6 separate regions of the Mus musculus genome follow, and all the other regions are linked to region 2. A link is a contact called in public Hi-C, HiCAR-type, HiChIP or PLAC-seq and promoter capture Hi-C data. All regions are on one chromosome and are shown on one strand. Each heading gives the region's core, a stretch centred on a gene start, on an enhancer-like site or on the middle of the called end of the contact. The rest is flanking DNA. Distances are from core to core; before and after follow the strand shown.

What was found. Promoter capture Hi-C pulls out the DNA fragments that hold promoters and counts their contacts. A called contact is a pair of places that touch in the nucleus more often than the background predicts. HiCAR-type assays count read pairs that join an accessible place to other places. HiChIP or PLAC-seq counts read pairs in DNA pulled down with a chosen protein or histone mark.
Region 1: a HiCAR-type map of astrocytes shows a contact between it and region 2, with 3 times the contacts expected there. The contact joins the promoter of Tmem72 here to the promoter of Cxcl12 in region 2. A contact is called at or near these places in 15 of 39 promoter capture datasets (the 3T3-L1 cell line, 3T3-L1-derived adipocytes, the C10 cell line and 9 more) and 2 of 115 datasets of contacts at active chromatin or transcription factors (astrocytes and neural tube).
Region 3: a contact with region 2 is called in a Hi-C map of the C2C12 cell line, with 3 times the contacts expected there. The contact joins the enhancer-like site here to the promoter of Cxcl12 in region 2. A contact is called at or near these places in 11 of 39 promoter capture datasets (the 3T3-L1 cell line, 3T3-L1-derived adipocytes, the C10 cell line and 6 more), 3 of 15 datasets of contacts at CTCF or cohesin (the NIH/3T3 cell line, large pre-B cells and pro-B cells), 1 of 484 Hi-C or Micro-C datasets (the C2C12 cell line), 7 of 115 datasets of contacts at active chromatin or transcription factors (astrocytes, bone marrow-derived macrophages, craniofacial prominence and 2 more) and 2 of 9 other capture datasets (adipose tissue and embryonic stem cells).
Region 4: a contact with region 2 is called in a promoter capture Hi-C map of second pharyngeal arch cranial neural crest, with 5 times the contacts expected there. The contact joins the promoter of Rassf4 here to the promoter of Cxcl12 in region 2. A contact is called at or near these places in 16 of 39 promoter capture datasets (the 3T3-L1 cell line, 3T3-L1-derived adipocytes, cranial neural crest and 8 more), 5 of 484 Hi-C or Micro-C datasets (embryonic stem cells, liver and uterus) and 9 of 115 datasets of contacts at active chromatin or transcription factors (astrocytes, craniofacial prominence, embryonic forebrain and 6 more).
Region 5: an H3K27ac HiChIP or PLAC-seq map of stem cell-derived neural progenitor cells shows a contact between it and region 2, with 7 times the contacts expected there. The contact joins the enhancer-like site here to the promoter of Cxcl12 in region 2. A contact is called at or near these places in 4 of 39 promoter capture datasets (the 3T3-L1 cell line, cranial neural crest, maxillary cranial neural crest and 1 more), 3 of 115 datasets of contacts at active chromatin or transcription factors (neural tube and stem cell-derived neural progenitor cells) and 1 of 9 other capture datasets (embryonic stem cells).
Region 6: a contact with region 2 is called in a promoter capture Hi-C map of liver, with 2.6 times the contacts expected there. The contact joins the enhancer-like site here to the promoter of Cxcl12 in region 2. A contact is called at or near these places in 4 of 39 promoter capture datasets (the 3T3-L1 cell line, frontonasal cranial neural crest and liver) and 6 of 484 Hi-C or Micro-C datasets (the 3T3-L1 cell line, embryonic fibroblasts, liver and 1 more).

What each region holds. Positions count from the first base shown.
Region 1 is chr6:116,715,329-116,718,160 of GRCm38.p6, forward strand. Tmem72 (transmembrane protein 72) reads right to left here and starts at 1,430. Exons shown (of 5, transcript NM_178768.4): 1 at 1,180-1,430. The coding sequence starts at 1,249.
Region 2 is chr6:117,167,118-117,169,817 of GRCm38.p6, forward strand. It overlaps Cxcl12 (chemokine (C-X-C motif) ligand 12), which reads left to right and starts at 1,418. Exons shown (of 3, transcript NM_021704.3): 1 at 1,418-1,599. The coding sequence starts at 1,539.
Region 3 is chr6:117,464,558-117,467,290 of GRCm38.p6, forward strand. No RefSeq gene overlaps it. Among named protein-coding and RNA genes, the nearest start is that of 6820426E19Rik, 29 kb to the right of the region's middle. Within about 2 kb of position 1,269, at least 16 of the 459 cell types and tissues checked have an H3K27ac peak or open chromatin away from gene starts, as enhancers often do. A contact at or near this core is called in 3T3-L1-derived adipocytes and the C2C12 cell line, where this site is marked.
Region 4 is chr6:116,672,214-116,675,261 of GRCm38.p6, forward strand. Rassf4 (Ras association (RalGDS/AF-6) domain family member 4) reads right to left here and starts at 1,623. Exons shown (of 11, transcript NM_178045.4): 1 at 1,511-1,623.
Region 5 is chr6:116,692,854-116,695,754 of GRCm38.p6, forward strand. Tmem72 (transmembrane protein 72) reads right to left here. Exons shown (of 5, transcript NM_178768.4): 5 at 1-2,676. The coding sequence ends at 2,198. Among named protein-coding and RNA genes, the nearest start is that of Rassf4, 20 kb to the left of the region's middle. Within about 2 kb of position 1,333, at least 54 of the 459 cell types and tissues checked have an H3K27ac peak or open chromatin away from gene starts, as enhancers often do. A contact at or near this core is called in stem cell-derived neural progenitor cells, where this site is marked.
Region 6 is chr6:116,893,554-116,896,537 of GRCm38.p6, forward strand. No RefSeq gene overlaps it. Among named protein-coding and RNA genes, the nearest start is that of Gm36873, 100 kb to the left of the region's middle. Within about 2 kb of position 1,713, at least 30 of the 459 cell types and tissues checked have an H3K27ac peak or open chromatin away from gene starts, as enhancers often do. A contact at or near this core is called in liver, where this site is marked.

The sequences.
Region 1 (2,832 bases), core at 180-2,679, 450 kb before region 2:
GAGGGCTGGAATTTGACCTTGTCTGCTCTGATTCATAGCCACAGTGCCAGAAGAGCCTAACAGCTGGTTGACTATGAACTCATCCTAGCACCCCAGAAATGATCTGGATCTCCACTGACCATGGATTTATCACAAGGACATCTACCAAGAACCACCACTCACATGTTGTTTTACCAAGCACCGAGTCTGCCAGATCCATCCATTACAGAGGTCAGGAAACACAGCTTCAGGGCTCCACAGAGTTGGACCAAGGTTGTACAAGCACGAGAAGCCTGAGGCTTGGGTCCTATTGCTTTGGTTTGAACTGGAGAGAAGCCTTTCAGTTGGGAGAGACTCTTGAGAAAGCTTTTGTCCAGATGCAAAGAAGGATTTAGTGTGTATTTTTTTTTATTTCCCCAAGGGATTTGGTGTACAGAGCTAAGAGCTCAGAACATTGCTCTTCAGTCCCTCAGTATAGGCTCTGCCCCTTCTGCATCGGTGGGGCTCAGGGTTAGGGCCAATTCTTTGCTAACTATCTGAAATTCCAGTCAGCTGAGCTGCTCAGGTGATTTCTGGTCTTCTAAGCCTCACGCTATGCTCCTGTAGATGGCTCATACCAAAGAGGCTGGTTTTCAACAATGCATTTTTCCAGAAGGGTGTGGGGAGGGCACCGTGGAAGCTTGCCATCTTTCTACCTATCAGGTCTCCTGAGGATAGAGTTGCCCCATTAATGGGATTCTCTCTGCAGAAGATAGGACTATTGTCAAACAAAGCAAGGTGAATAGCTGAGCACTCTAATTAGCTACACAATGCTACGATTCTCACATTTTTTTCCAGCCTTGTATACCTTCACCTCTAGTCCCCAGCTCAACAAGCTCTCCTCACAACCCTCTGAGGGCAAGAGGCACACCTGTCAGCTCATTTCAGTGATAGGGATGCTGAAGGTTCTTAAAGGTCTTGTGGGGGTGGGATGCCACTGAGTATCGGCACCAGACCCAAGGCTCTTCTCTATCTGCCTAAGGCTCACTCCACACCTGCCATTTTCCCAAAGTTCAGGGTTTCTGAGGAACTCAAAAGAGAAACTGAAGGAGAGATGTGGCCAGATGTGCCCACCGTCCCCTGGCTAGAAGCCATTTCTCTAGTAGCCTTCCCCATAGGGCCTCTGAGCAAGGAGTTGGTAGATGAGGGGTAGGATCTTACCTGCAGCCGTAGCGATGCCCAAGAGCCGGCAGGTATACTCCAGTCCAGTCCAGAATACCTGGAGCTTCATGGTGCCAGGGGTGTGAACAGAGTCCCAGAAGGGCAGGCTGCGAAGATGCCTCTGTATCTGAGATGCTCTGGATGCTCCTCACAAGCAGGAGGCTGCGGGGGCTGGCTGGGGGGCCCCCTGGGCCTTGGGCTCAGCCTCCCTGAACTAGCTCTGGCCTCCGCTGTCTGGCTGAGGTGTGAATAGGGCTCCCCTCCCTAGCTTAGCAGCCCATGCCAAGTGCTGCTCAGTTTAATCATTATCTTGGGAGAATGCTCTCCTTGCTCCACGTAGCCCTGGCCTAGCCTGGAGCGGCTTCGGCTCCGGCTCCGGTGCAGCTGCCTGAGATCATACCGATTAGGGTTGGGCAGGAGGCAGCCTGGAGTTGGCAATTAGCTGTTTCTGTCTGGGAGGAGGGAACAGGAGAGCTAGAGGCCAAGCCCTTCCCTAGGAGGCTGTTCCAAGAAAGTCACCCCCCCCTCACCTCACACCTGCTGGGGGTCCAAAGAGGAGACAGGGCACACGCAGATCTGGGCTAGGGAAGAAGAGTAGAGACGGAGACAGAGATAGAACAAATGTGTTTCTAAATCTCCACTGGTAGCCACTTAGCAAATGAGTTCCAAGCTCTTTCCTTCTGTGTATAGGTGGGTTGAAAAGATTTCCGAATCTGGTAGATTTGAACTCTGACCTTCTTGGTTCAGATGGCAGCACGTGGAGACCCTCCTCTGTTCCTTACAAGCATCCGGGATATGAGATGTGAGAAATCACGGTGTATGCTGTGTGAACAATTAACTGGGTGACCTTGGGGGAAACCCAGAGGTGTCTGGGAGCCTCAGTAACTGTGACAGAAAGTACAGAAGAAATGTAACTATACCGGTGTTCTCAAAACAGAAAAGTGCCCAAGAACCCCGTGACACGCTCAGCCTCTGAGGCCGGCCCTAGGTGGGCTTTGCCGGCGTTTACGTTACAACCGACCTAGCGGATTAAACAGTACTGTGTTTTGGTTTTCCTATCAGGCATTCTCTGAAATCTCTTCCTAGTCTGCTCACGTGGGATGAAAGACAACAACCAAATGAACGGGCAGATTGGCCAACCCTAATACCAGCAGAAACCTCCACCTAATACTGTTTCTTTCTTTGCTGTTTAATGAGTGGCCATATTTTACTATGAAGATTATTATGGCTTGACCATTGATTTGTATTCCATAACCCACCCTCTCTTGTAAGAACCTCTGTGCTCATATGATACTTAAAACGATGTCTAGAAATGTATCATTCAGTGCTTATCATGTGTGAGACCCTGGGTCTCATCTCGAGCAACACACACACACACACACACACACACACACCACACACACAGAGGAGCGTGCGGAGCACTTGTGGAGTATGACTTCGTTTATTTACTTCTTCACTGAACAGACTGTGTCTTATCGGGTTATTTATCTATTACCTGAGTTTTATCTACTTGAACCTCCCTGAAATGCCGCATGTCTGGGCAGCCAGCACCCGCTGTGCTAACTGCATGCTAGAGTGTTTCTGTGGTAGACACTGAGTTGATCTGAGGAAGGAGCTGGGACCTGGGCCACAATAGCTCTGTGGCTTACAGCC
Region 2 (2,700 bases), core at 168-2,667:
CTCTGAAATGCTACTTTTTAAACACAGGGACCAGGTCGGCGCGGTTCCAGATTTGAAGCTGAGTCCCTAAAGTGTGTCTGACAAATGAATGGATGCAAAGTGCTTAGCGGAATTGTTTAAGATACTCTCATGGCTGGAACATTTTCCTCTTGACCTTCTCCACCCTTCTTTAGTCCCTAGGTGGAGCCCCAGGCCCAAAGGTCCTGGCCACTGCTTCACAAATATGATTCCCAGATTGCCCTGAGACAGAGGCAAGTCTCTGTTGTGCACTCCCTTGGGTGAACATGATAACAGAATCCAAATCGCTAATTGGCTATGTGGGAAAAGTGGTCGAAGCATGGCCAACACTGCCTGTGGCAGTGGAAGGTCCAAAGGACGCTGCCCAAAGCCTCTAGCCCTCCAAGATTCAGTCTGCCCCCTCCCCCGTGTCTCCCCACACCCGGGTTGGGGTTGTTTTGGTTGACCAGAGTGGAACACAACGATCTATTGGCAGGGCTGAACACCAATGGGTCTATTTGTAAAGCGCCAATGACCACTTTCTGAAGCAGGGTTTTAGGGAGCGGGGCCTTAGGGAACTCTTTGGTCCTTTTTAGAACACTGGACTTTCTTCTGGAAAGGCAGGAAACACTGAAGTTTAAGAAGTTGTTTCCAGCTTCCATTAACTGAACACACATTAAAACCAAGCACAGAGAATCAGGACGTTTCGCGGGAGTGAGACCCAGTCATTTCTCCTCCGTTTCCATTCTGCAGGGTGAGAGTTGTAATCACCCACCCACTATTCGTACCATCCACCCACCCCCAGTCGAGAGAATAGGGGTACAGAGGGGAGGTGGCAAAGAAAATTCACGATACTGAGTATCTCTGGGAGACCTGTTTGGTCTCTTTGCTCGGTAGCGCAGCCCTACGTTAGAATGCATCTTCCCGGGAATGACTGTAGTGAGACTTTGGCTGGGAATCCAAGTTATTCTAACTGTAGATTGGTCCACGTTGCCCTAAGCCTAGCAGTCCACTGCGGCACAGACACCCTGGACATGAGGTGGGTCAGCTTAAGTTCCTGGCACGAAAGAAAGGGTACTCTGGCAACTTTTGGATGCGGCGAAACAGACTGTTTCGTCTCTCAGGTTCTTATTTCACGGCTTGTGCCTTTGACAGCCCCTTAGTTTCTCTATCTGCAGGATGGGAGCATTAAGCTCTACGACCCAGCCTCTTTACAATTCAGGTCCAAAGAGCCCGCCCAAGTTGGGGACTGGGAAGATCAAAGGTCTCAGCACCCAGCGGAGCCGCGGACACTGAGGGCGCCAAGAAGGGGGTGGGTAGGTAGGGAACTGGAAGGGCGGCTGCTCCGCAGGGGATGCGCGTCAGAGACCCCAGCCACACTCCAGGCCCGCCCCTTGATGAGCCCCGCCCCGCCCCGCCTGGTTTTCGCCTCTAAAGCGCCCAGCGCTCGCCTCCCGCTGCCGCACTTTCACTCTCGGTCCACCTCGGTGTCCTCTTGCTGTCCAGCTCTGCAGCCTCCGGCGCGCCCTCCCGCCCACGCCATGGACGCCAAGGTCGTCGCCGTGCTGGCCCTGGTGCTGGCCGCGCTCTGCATCAGTGACGGTGAGTGCAATCCGCGGCCGGGCCCGGGAAAGGCTCGCAGCTCTGCGCCGGAGCTCCTTCGGGTCCGCGGTTCCTCTGCCCGCGCCGAAGTCGCGGAGAAAGAACTCGGTCGGCGCCGTTCACTACAAGCGAACTTGGGGCAGTCCACTTTGCAGGGCGCACTCCCACCGGGTGCCCTTTCCCGTGTCCCACGGGTCGCACCGAGGTTTTGTGCTCTGCGAAGTGCGGCCATAGGACCTAGAGAGGGCTGCAGGGGAGGACCCGCAGGATTGTTGGGCAAGAGTGGGTTCGGCGCGGAATGGAAGCGTGGGCGATTGTGTCCGGGGCTTGGGCCCCGGAGCGCGCCAGCTGCACTCAGCTAGTGTCTACCGGCGCCCAGATGTTTCCAGAGGCGAAGGGCAGCGCGGTCCCGGAGTTGACCGTGCAAGAGGTTCACTCGGGTGGTGCGTGTGTCAGCAAACTCTCAAAGACCGGTCAAGTAGCTCGAAGTGCATGGCTTGGCTATAGGTTCAGTGGTGAGGCTGAGTTTCGTCCCCTGCGGGTGTAGCGTGTTCTCTTACAGCACCCTCGAGGGGCTCAGGGCCACCAGCAGCGCAGCGCAGCTCTTGAACTCGCGCTGCCAGCCAGGGCCGCGCTTCTGCACAGTTCGTTGGTCCGTAGCGACGCGGACCTGAGCACGCGTCTCTTCACTGCCCCTTTTTCTTCTTACCCGGGTCACTAGACAAAGGCTCAGCAGTTACCCAAGCTATATGCACACCTCTCCCCAACCCCCAAACACACCTGCAAACGGGCGCTTTTGTAGCCAGCCCCGGAGTCCTCAGCTCTGGAATGAGAGCTGCAGCGGAGTTCAGTCTCCCAGACCCAGGGTGGTGTCTTCTTTCACTGGGAAAGGGCTTTCATTTTGTTTTCTTTTTTTGACACTGAAGAGAAAACTCTCAGCGCTGTTACAAGACACCGTTGCTGCAAAACAAAACAAACCATTGCCTCTGAACACAAAACAAAATCCTACTAGTCGATCCCCTGCCTTCCTCCGCAGTGGTGTTTCCTGGAGAGAACTGAGGGACAGTCGGGGCTCTTGGTGAGACTGAGCTCTAAATGCTG
Region 3 (2,733 bases), core at 19-2,518, 300 kb after region 2:
GGTGCCCTGAAGAAAACGGTTCATGAGGCCATCCTGCCTCTTTCACCTGAGAGCAGATCCTTAAGTCTACAAATCACATCTGTTCTGGGCATTCAGGAAACAGCTCTGCACTGGCTTAGTCAGTCTTGTGTTCCCATCCTTATCATAATTGTTAGACTGGCCTTCTTATAATGGCTACAGAAAGCTGGTTGCATTCTACAACTGGAGGAAAAAAAAGTAACCTTTTCCAGCTTGTACCAGATCAGTACTTGCTAAGAATTCTATCAGAAGCTAAGTAGGAGGACACAAGTAAACTCTCTTTACTCAAAGCTCCAACCTAATGAACCCAAGAGACAAAACAAAAAAGTACAGGAGATAACATGGAAGCAGAGCTTGAAGGGTCAGACCAAATCCTCAAAGGCCTAGAAACTGGTTTCCAAAGAATATCTGTTCTGTTACAAATAGCTAAAGGCATTTCTGTGTGACTGAAAGTTTTATCTCATGCTCTTTGAGTAAGATTAATATCAGACAGATCCGTCTTATAGCACTGAATGGGCTTGATTGATACAGATGTGACTGTCCCGGACGTGACAGCACAAGAGCGACTGTGTACAAGGCACTGGAAATGTTCACTTATGAAATGAAACGTCTTTGGTTCAAAATATATGGTGCTATATAGTTCAAAATTATCTGAAAGAGAAAACCCAGAAATAAGATGTCAACAGCTTCATTTTCGTAGCCTATATTGATGACTGTGAAAAACTTTTGGCATCAATAAAACGTGAGTGATTGCCTTTCCCAATTGTCCAAAATGAGAAGCAGACCCAAGGAGGCATGTTTCTGCCAAGGGAGATTTCTCTTAATTATCCCTGAACCTCATTTGCTGCAGGGTTTAGCAAACAGCTAACTCCTCTGCTCTCTCTAACATGACCCTATGTGCATGCTCACTCGCATGTGGTCATACACCTGCACACATGTACCCAAATTCACATCCATGAAGGTGACTTGGAAACATGACAAGCAGACTCACTAAGTAAAAATATGGGCAATAGCACAGGACAGATGACAAGCCTTGGCCAAGGTCTGTATCACATGGGACCACGTTTGCTTAAGAGGTCCTCAGCCTCTGTGGATAAATGAGGGTTTGGATTACTCAAAGTGACTGGCCTTTTAAAAACCACACAGAATTCTTCTTTTTTGCAATAAAACCTCAAGACTCTAAAGGCTCAAAGAAGTAAAAAGCTGTGTCCCTTAAGACTAAACCAGAGAGGAAAAGAAGCCTCAGCCAAGAGCATTGTTTCCAGCTTACATAGGATCACCTCCCTGTCTGCATACCCGTTGTGATTTGTAAAGGAGGTTAAGGGTCTGGGTTAACCACCAAGATTAGAAGTTTGAGTGGAGGAGAGAGCTGCCTGGAATTGCATCTGAATGGGCCTGGAGGGAGCATGTGCATTCTTTATGGGCCGCAGCAAAGCTGCTGTCTCCTTGGTGACTAAACCCAAGAACCCAGAGATAAACTTCCGAAGGGCAATATTTTTTAAGGGCACGAGGTGAAAGAAACAAATGGTACATTATCCCCCAAAGGTCTTGGAGATTATTAGATTACCATTTCAAGGCAGAAACATTCTGGTTTGATCCAGTGCTTGGAATCAAGAGGAGAAGGCTGAACCAAAAGCAAATCCGTTGAGTTCAGAGACAGCGAAGGATTTCTCTTCTCGCAACTTGACTGTTTTCTCCTTCTGTTCATTCATTACATCTGCAAACCCAAATACTTTTCCCATGTGACCGTTGTTTTCCTTTTACCTTCCCAAGTTTCCCTATTGGGATGGACTCTTGGTCAAACATGTTTGCGTGAAGCCCATCTTGGCGAGGTCAATATAGGGACAACTGAATACTTTGACCCAGGCCCCCTACTCATGTCTTTCCCCTCTCCTTGCTGCAGTGTTTAGAAGACATGGGACCTAGGCAAGGTTCTCCCACTTTCTAAACCCACCCATCCAAGTTCAGTGACAGCCTAGGTTGACATTATTATCCAAGGAGACATCACCTCAACCACCACAGCGGTCTTCTTCACTTCCCTGTGTAGACAGTGCTTTAAGGGGCTCATTTCAGCAAATGTCCCCTGCCCCACAGGCACCAACAGCATCCCAGCCCTGTCACAAGTCTATCAAGGATGCTTCAAGGCACTTTCCTAATAAGCAGAAATTTGAAACAGCCTGCTATACTTTTGTTTAAAATATGAGTAATTTTTAAAGACAGCTATTGTATTCTCACGTTCACTTTCCTTCCTCGGTTTCCTGTGCATACAGTTGGCATTTGTGCACTGAAAGTGAACCACAATGCAGAATGTGCATGATGTCATCCCTGGAGGACCTCAAGAAGGGGAATTCCAAGTCAGATGCTATGCCTCTGAGAAGACCCATGACCCAAGCCACTGTCCAGCCTGCTAGCCAGCTCACCTCCTCCCTGTCCTAGTGAACACAGGTATATATCTGGATGAGAGGGGGGAATACTGAAGGGAGGGGGATACTGTGAGAGAGGCAGGCAGCCACAGAAGGCTCTGCTAGCCAATGGGCTTTCAAATACTGGCATAAGTTGTTCTGGATTGCCTGAGATGACATGACTTTTATATTCCTTGTCTAGATTTTGAAATATAATATATACAAGATTTGAAATAGTTTTTCATAAAATCATACCTGGAATGAAAAAAGATACTAATGTGTATAAAGAAACATATTCTGGGGATGAACATTG
Region 4 (3,048 bases), core at 373-2,872, 490 kb before region 2:
GGAGAGAGAGAGAGAGAGAGAGAGAGAGAGAGAGAGAGAGAGAGAGAGAGAGAAGCGTGAGTGAATGAGGATGATCAGGATGCCTGAGTCCAGTTGCCCTGGATCCCAGGCTGAGAATGTCTGCTGCAGTGACTCTGAGAACCATGCTGGCTGAGATTTTCTTTGTCACTGACTTGGTGTGTGACCTCAACTGTTGTGCCACCTCTAGGCCTTGAGTTAGCTAGTTGTAGTGGCAGCTGGTATAGAGTGTCCCTGGGGCAACTAGGGGACTATATCACAGCCCATCTTCGCTACCGAAGGTCAAGCAAGGGGGTGGCAGGGCTCCAATCCTATCTCAGGGTTTGTCCCAGGGGAAATCCCATAGGCAGGAAGGAGATTCGGGGAACTACAAGTTTGGGGAAACAGCAAAAGCTTTAGGCCTGCAGCGACTTCCTAGTGCTGATAGCTTACTTTTAAACAGTTTCAAGGGCTGGTGAGGAGGCTCTATGAGTAAAGCGCTTGCTGCCAAAGCCTCAGGACCTAAGTTTAATCCTCAAAAGTCACAGGAAAGCGGACGGGGAGAAACGACTGATGCCACAGAGTTGTCTTGCACACAGCCACTATGACCCACAGGTACACATGTACATGCGCTCTCTCTCTCTCTCTCTCTCTCTCTCTCTCTCTCTCTCTCTCTCTCTGGTGTGTGAGTGAGTGTGCATCTGTCTGTTTCTCAATAATAAGTAAGTAAGTAAGTAAGTAAATAAATAAATAAATAAAGACAATTTCAAGCATTTTCTTCGACATACTTTTAGGTTAAACAACCCAGCCTCCCCAAAGGTCTGGGCTCAAAGCTTACCCTGACTGCATTGTATGACCCTGTCAAATCCTTTCTATTTTCAATCTGGAGTTCATCACCAGTTTAAACAACTATGACCCTAGGACTTCATCCACAATAAACACTGTCGACATTGGGCTTCAGGCTCCAGAGAGATAGTGAGGTGCCGGAGATCTCAAAGAAGAGAACGGGCCCCAAAGAATCAGGAGACAGGTGGAGTTTAGCCCTGAAACTATACGTGAGTGGCATATTGTGTAGCCCTTTGGTTATGGCCCACCGCACCAACAGCGACGGAGAAACAAGTGTCTGGATGAGTAATCATCCTAGCGTTGGCTTTCCAGCTGTAAAATCTTAAGGTCTTGCTGAAACCCTCTTCCCGCCTCTAAGATCGTGTTTCTAGGAAGCTGGCTGAGAGGAGGATGAGGTGAGCACAAGTGTAGCCGGCCGTTGGATTCACGTGCCCTGCTAAGATTTTGCCCGGAAAGTACCTTATCTAGGAGATGTTAGGCGCCTTGCCACCCTCAGCCCTTGGCTGGAAGCCCGCAGTGCGCCAGGCTGGCAGGGGGAGGAGACTCGCGCACTGCGGCTGGGGGTGCAAGTGCTCAGGCTCTAGCGCCCTGCCTGATCGCGGCCCCAGGGTCGAAGGTAGGGTGCTCCAAGGATGCCCACTACCTTTGCAGTCTGAGCATCACTCACCGTTCAGTCATCGCGCGGTCCAGAGGCCACCAGCAAGAGAGGTCGCGTGCACTAGAATTGTGCCTGCACGGACTCAAGAGCCCTGCATCTGCTGCAGGGATCAAGTCCGTCCCAGCCCACCCTAGACACACCTCCTCCCGCCCCCGAACACGCCCCTCTCCGCCCTGGACACGCCCCTTCTCTCTGGTCAACTGCTTTGCCTATCAGCCCATCTCTTCCTTCTAGGGTGCTTGGTACTGATGCCCCTCAAGTAGACCCCGAGCATTTGCTCACTTGTTCGATCTTTACGGACACCACTAAGCGCTTCGCGCATCACTTAAGTCCCCAATCCTCGAGGGCACCCCAGGACGCAAAGAGAAAGCAGTAGGAGTGGGTCCCCAGGGGCCCTCGGTCTACACAGGCGGAGGCCAGGGAGCCTGGGTAACGCAGATACTTGGGTTTCAACAAAGACCTCTGCGCAGGCGCTACAGCTACTACTGTGCGCTTCCTAGGGAGGGTGGAGTGTGTGTTCGCGCGCGTGAAGTCTGGGACATTTATTTATTGTCCAGGTGGCACCTGCAAGCAAAGTTGTGGCTTCTCAGAAAGCTACATTAAAAAATAGGAGCTGGTGAATTTAAAAAGTTAGTTTCCTCTCTCTCGGTCGCTGTTTTCTGAGGAGATTGGCCAGCGCTGAGGCAGAGCCCCAGGCTATAGGCTGGGAGCTTAGGGAAGCTGGGCGGCTGTGAGGCAAGGGAGCTTTGTTGACTCTGTTTTATTTCATGGTTCCCAGTCCTGACTTCAGGACCTCTTGCCCTCCCTCGCAAAGTAAGTCATCTCAGCTCGGCTCATTCCCTGGTTTCTAACCCTCTTAGAGTCACAGGGCCGTTTTAGAGTATGAAGTGGGACTTCTAAAAGTGTAGGTACTCACGTATTTGAAAACAGACGGCATTAGAGTCTCTGGACCCCAATGCAGCGCACCGTGCCAATTATGGCCGGCGAAGAGATGGCAAAGAGATTGTGCTCCGCCCTTTACTTCCTGTGTCACAGACTCTCTGTCTATTTCCCTACCTGCAGCGGGCTAAAAATGACCAGCCTGCAGTCCCTCTTCAACTTAGCTTTCACTCGTGTTCTTAGAGAGTGATCCATTCTCTGCCAACTAGGGTTTCCTGTGGTTGGTGACCTGTTGTTGGAACCCATGTTTCTTCCCACAGCCCGAAAGCATCAGAACTGAGCTCATTATTTGGGTGCTTCGAAAAGTTTTGACAAACCAAAAGCACGGAATTCCACCGTAACTCCCAACTTCTCCAATTCACCCCTGTGCAACTGAAGAAGTCAACAGCCGGTGGGGAGGGCGAGTCTCCCTGTGGCTCTCCAGCATGAGTCGTGCTCTCTGCCCCAGTTCACCTTGTTGTCTCTCTCACCTTGCTTGGGACATAGGCCTCAGGTGTCCTGAGCCCTCCTTGTATGTTTTACATGTGCTGCTGATCTGGTCTGCTGTTGCTCCACAGCCCTAGCCTGCCTTGATTAAATGCTTATATTTCTCTGGAGAACAAACTGCC
Region 5 (2,901 bases), core at 83-2,582, 470 kb before region 2:
AAGATTTCTAACACTATATAAGCTGATGAGAGACTGCAGTGGTTTGAATGAGAAATGTCACCCATCTAGTTGGTGCTGCTGTTTGGGAAAGTTATGGAGACGTTAGGAGGTGCAACCTCACTGGAGGAAGTACATCCCCAGGGGTGGGCTTTGAAGGTTCACAGCCTCATGTCACGATTGCCCTCCCCACTCGGCCTCATTTTCAGTGTGTGGATGAAATGTGGCCAGCTGGCCTCTAGCTCCTGCTGCATGCCAGGTCTTCTCTGTTATCATGGACTCTAGCTCTCTGTAAGAACTGTAAGACACACACACTGTTTCTTCCTTAAGTGCTTTTGGTCATGGTATTTTATCTCAGCAACAGAAAGTAACTAATACAGAGAGAGAGACACAGGGAGAGGACCTGGCTCCTCTTGGTTAAGGGCTTTGTTCCCTCTGGCCTCTGGCCTCAGTCGGGCTGGAAGCTCTGCTCCCTGACCTTCAGCCTTGCAATCTGGAGTTAAGAACCATCTCCTAGGTCTGCACTGGCCTCACCTCACACAAATTCATGGTATCATGGTAGTGTTTTCTTGTTCTTCCTCACCGTGAGATCCCCGTAGTAACAAGGACATACCCACCCATGCCCCATATTCCATATATTTTATTTTTCCCTGACTGCACTATCTAACATCCTTCATTGGAAAAGCCCCCTTGGCCATCCATCAGCTGCCTATCTTTTGACCTGAGGGATGAGACCTACTCCAGGCCCCAGCTTGCTTTCTGCCTTCACTCCTCACAGTCTTAGCAACGCATCTTCTATTTCAAAAAGTGTTCTGTCCATCTGGGATGCTGGCTGTGCTAAGCACCAGGCTAATACCAGCTTCTAGGGTGTCTCATTTCAACACATTTCCAAAACAAAACAAAGCAAGACAAAACCAAAACCAAAACAAAACGACGTCATAGGTGCTGATCATTGTACCGTGAACATCTTCCTTATCTAGACTATAAAGTACAAGATTTGAGGCTTACCCATCAGAGAGCCCTGAAGTGGGTCCCCTCCTCAGACACAAACTATAGGACTCTTAATTTCTGTTGCTCGCTCACTGGGGGTCAGCTATGAGGAATAACATGCCTTTATTATTTTTTTTTTCTGGCAGTAATCCTGTGGACCAAACATACTATTTAGAAAAGATACTTTGCTAAACTTTTTACTGAGAACTATCTAACTCAAATTCCCTGCCACCTCTGTAGTTCCAGGATGCCGCCATGCCTGCCTGCTCGCTACCCTCTCCCCTGTGCCCTTCCCTCTGCTTCCTCCCCTCCTGTCTATTTTGAGTGATCATCTACTTAACAGAGGATCTACTCCCACGTATCTAAGCATGGCAGAGGTACTTCCCTATGCTGTGTGGCTCTCTGGGGCAGTCTTCTTGGGGCCTGAACTACAATGACTACTCCATGCTATGTCCTAGCCATTTCTGCTACAGATGGCCACAGGTTCTCAGACCCTTTTAGATTGAACCATCTATACCACCTACTTGGACTCTGAACACTGCTCATACTGTTGGATAGGGGGTAAGTGAGGGGAGGGCAGGAAGCCCTGAGTTATCCTTCTGGAATGAGAGATGCTCTTCTGGTCAGCTTTCCTGGCAGTGAGCACAGAGTGGTATTGTTTTCCTTGGTGATTCTGAAATGCCTGCTGCCGAGCCCAGTCCCAGAGTATGCTGAGAATGTAGCCCACTGCCAGGCTGTTCTCACTTGAGATCCGAATCTTCTTTTCTCATATCTACCCTGAGCAATCTTGCTTACGATGCTAATATAGCCCTGGGCCTTTGGCACCAGTAGGTTGTATCACAAGCAAAACATACCATAGAGTTCTTGCTGAAGGCTGAACCCTTTGTTGGGTGCAAGGGTGAACTCATGTCTTCTGTTCCTTTAGGGCTTAGAAAGTTGGGTCAGCAGCCTTGTGGAGAATGAAGCCATGGTCTCTTTTCCCACCTTTTGACAAGGAGACTATGTTGATTACACATGTCAAAGCTTCATTTGTACCTTGCTGGAGGTCACCACAGATCTGGCTTGGTACACTATCTCATTGTTCTGAATGCCCAGCTACCACTAGGATGCGAACAGCTGGCCAATGGAGACCCTGAGTTCTCTGCAGGGACTGTGGCTATTAGGACTCTTCTGGCAGGTCCATCCATCTGCAGACCTCTAGCTAAGAAGCTCAGAACAGGTCAGTGGCCATGAGAGAAGGCAGAAAGTGTGGGGTCTGGGAGGGAGGGATGATGGGAGTTGTGTCAGAGCTGGTTTCTTCTGGTTCACTGTCACTATCACCCAGACCTTCAGTGAGGGATGGGATGATTCTGACCACATTGTCTTCAAAGTGTACCTGCTTTTTCTTGGCCAAGGAGTCAGCCGGCTCCAGTGCCAGTTCCATTAGGGTATCTTGGGTCTGCAGGACACGTGGCTTCTTGGTCCCCTTTAGGATGCTCTTCATGTGGATAAAGAAGGAGCCAGGCCCCTCCTTGAAGGCCTCATGGAAAGTATAGGTTTGCTCAGTGTCCCCAGAGCCTGTGGTGCTCACGACGCTGCTGGAAGGGTCTGTGTACTGCTCTGTGGGGGGTGCCACCTCTGGAGCAGCCTTTTTTTTCTTTCGCTTGCTCAGCAGGAAGTAGGCCAGGCCAGTGATGATTAACATGGAGCCTGAAAAAGATCTGGGAGGTCAAGACACTGGACAGACATGCCATGGAGGAAAATCAGAGGTAGAGCAAGCCTATCAAAAGCACCACTGCTGTACTGTACTGTACAGCCATGCTCAGCACCCTGATAGGTCTAGCCTTCACACACCCACACCAGACTCTGGGGCTGATATGATGGCATGACACAGCTTAAAGGTTCAAAGAGGACCAGTGCTGTGGGGGGCCAGGG
Region 6 (2,984 bases), core at 463-2,962, 270 kb before region 2:
TTTCCAGCTTTGGTCTAATATAAGCCAGCCTCCTGTGAATGTCTTAGCATACGAAGTTTGGTGAACATATGCAGTGCATTTTTGTAGTGTGTACGTCTAGGAGGAGAATTCAGACTGGGAGCATATCTATATGGAATACATGTCGCCAAAGGCTTTTCCAGTCCTAATTCATTTGAAAATGTTTATTCTTATAAAATATCAGTAATGCACATTTATTGATGGACATCTATAGACTAGAATAAAATAAAATTATAGATTAATATTTATTTTATGATCACATGTTTGGGAATCATGATGCCTAGATTATTCTATTTGCTGTATTAAGGTTTCACAGGGAACCATGCTGCCCAGATGGCTCTATCTGCTGTATGGAGTTTTCACTGTACTAGTTCCAGTATTGTCTTTCAAAAACAGAAGCCTTGGAGGCAACATTTGAGTTTACCATAATAAATCTGACCATTTAAATGATTTGTTTTTATTATTGTGAACATCATCACATAAGACTTATGTCTACTTCGGATTGTCTCCTCAGAATGCATTTTGAATTTCTGAGTCACAGGACTTGATGCACTTAAAGGTGTTTCTGTGTCCCAACTTCCTCTTAAAAACCAAAGGCAGAGGCAGATGGCAGTCTGAACTTGCTGGTTGGTTCCTTTCAAATCTCTGATAATACAGTGACAGAACATTCTGGTGAGTACTCAGGCTGACTACGTGCTGATTGACCGTCTATATCTTCATTACCTCCCTGTTTTTGTTTTTGCTATATATGTGTATGTGTGTGTGTGTGTGTGTGTGTGCATGTGAGTGTGTATGTGTATGTGTATATTTTGCTTGTGTTCTGGGACATCTTGCTTTTCTGTCATTATTTGGTAATGGCTTTGTGTTTTGCAATGATTGACTTTGAAGAGTAAACAGGGCACCCTGTCCTTTTTCTGTTTACCTACATTTTGGAGTAAACTTACATTCTTGGAGACCCATGCCTAATAGGTAGAAATGGCCTACAAACCGCAGTTTAAGGCTAGGGTGTCATTGGTTGTAGTGTTCACCTGACACGCAGGAGACTCTACAATTGATCCCAGCACCTCAAACACGGCAGCACCAAAAAGAGCTCCAACTCACTTTCTTGAAGAGAAGGGAAGATGTAGTGGAGTCAGAGAGACAGTACTGGTCTCTATTTCTATCTATGTACTACTATCTTGTGATTTGGAATTGAAATAGCAGCTGGAAGCATGGCCCTGCTCACCCACCACTGCTCTTAAATACAAGCAATGTCTGGCTTAGACCACTTTGTCCAGTGCACTTTTGTACAGATGAAGAAGCTTAGTCACATATGTACTAAAAAGGTGCTAAGAGTATGCACCACTGGCTGGTCAAAGACACAGAAGTCAAGTGTCCTTTGGACCACGACTTTGCAGGTGATGATCACACACCTTTCTATGGATTCCTTTTGTCCTGTGAACAATCATGAACATGTTCTGTTTCTAGATTTGCTGCCCATCCTCAATCATGACATTTGCGGAGCTTTGGGCAGTGTGAACAACCAAGTACAGCTGATACTTCCTTCCTGTGGTTGAGAGCAAAGGTACCTTTGTTGTAGCTTCTAGAGTCCCGGATGGCAGCTTGTTCCTTTGGGTCTTCAGGGTCTCCTCTGAGGCTAGAGCCTGAGGCCTGACTGCTTTGTGATTCCTCTTTATTGTGCAGAATCCTATGAGAGTGGAGCCTAACTGAGCTCCTGGAACCCATCCAGAGCCTTGTGGGAAAGCCGCAGTGAGGCTGGTGCCAAATGGGCTTGTGTGCAACTTGGACGAGAGCCAGAGATCTAAAGATGTCTGAATTCCTCTGAACGCATCCTTTCAGTGGACATTTCCCAAAGCAAGCCTGGCCCCTCAGGATGACATTTCATTAGAACTCAGTTTCTTGGCAGTGTTCTCTGTAAATGTACGAGGGAGTCTACTTCAAAAAATGAAAATCTGGAATATATCTCTTTTCGTAAAATTGAACTTGCAGAGAATTTCAAAGTGGCATGAGAAACTGGGGTCTTGGATTTATTAATGGTGCTGAGCCACATGTCATGGTTGACTGCTTAGGACAATGGGGTAGATTCGCCACCCTACTCAGATTGAAATCATCTTGCTTCAAGGTGTGAATTTAGGACTGTCAGGTAATTTGGGAAGAAATCGTTCAGGAATTTCGGATTGTGATACATATATCATCCTTAACTAAACTAATGTCAAGCACTTCATATACTAATGAGTTTCAGATTGCAAAAATAAATACATAAAGCTTCCATTGTGCATAAATTTACAAATATCCCATAGTTAGACTGCTTAATATATGACTCATATTCCTTTTACACGTCCTGTTTCAAAAGCATGAAAGTATACGTAAGTGAGAAAACACCAGCTAACGTCAGAAGTAAAGTGACCTTAGAGTCACTAATAGCTTTTCCAGTTATAATTTAAGTAACGTGGAGGGGTTTCCCCTAACAATGAGGTTTATTTTTCATTTTTGAGTCCAGGTTTATTTGTAAAATAATTTCAAGGCAATTTTAGGAACTTTTCAAATGTCATATATTCCATTGTACAGTTAAGCCACTGTTATCAAGTGGAAAATAATATTAATCAGAAGAAAGTCATGACTTGAGCCAACTGCCATGGAACCGAGGGATTCAGAAGAGAACGCTCTTGCATGTTTACTGTGAAACTCTCCTAGGCTATGTATTTACACATACCAAGGGAGCAGTAGAAGGGAATAGATAACAATCAGAGGAGCCCTTGCTAGCAAATATCTGCTTAGATAATATTGATCATGCTAAAGTAGCTATGGTTCATCCTGGCTGGCCCAAATATCAGTTCCATGTTTGCTAAAACAAATTCCTCCATTTCTGGAACTCTTCCATGAGAACCTGGGAAAAACCCTGTGCGGAATATTGTGTGCCTTGCACTGGCCATGACACTGATTGCCAACTATCTGCTTACAGTAGC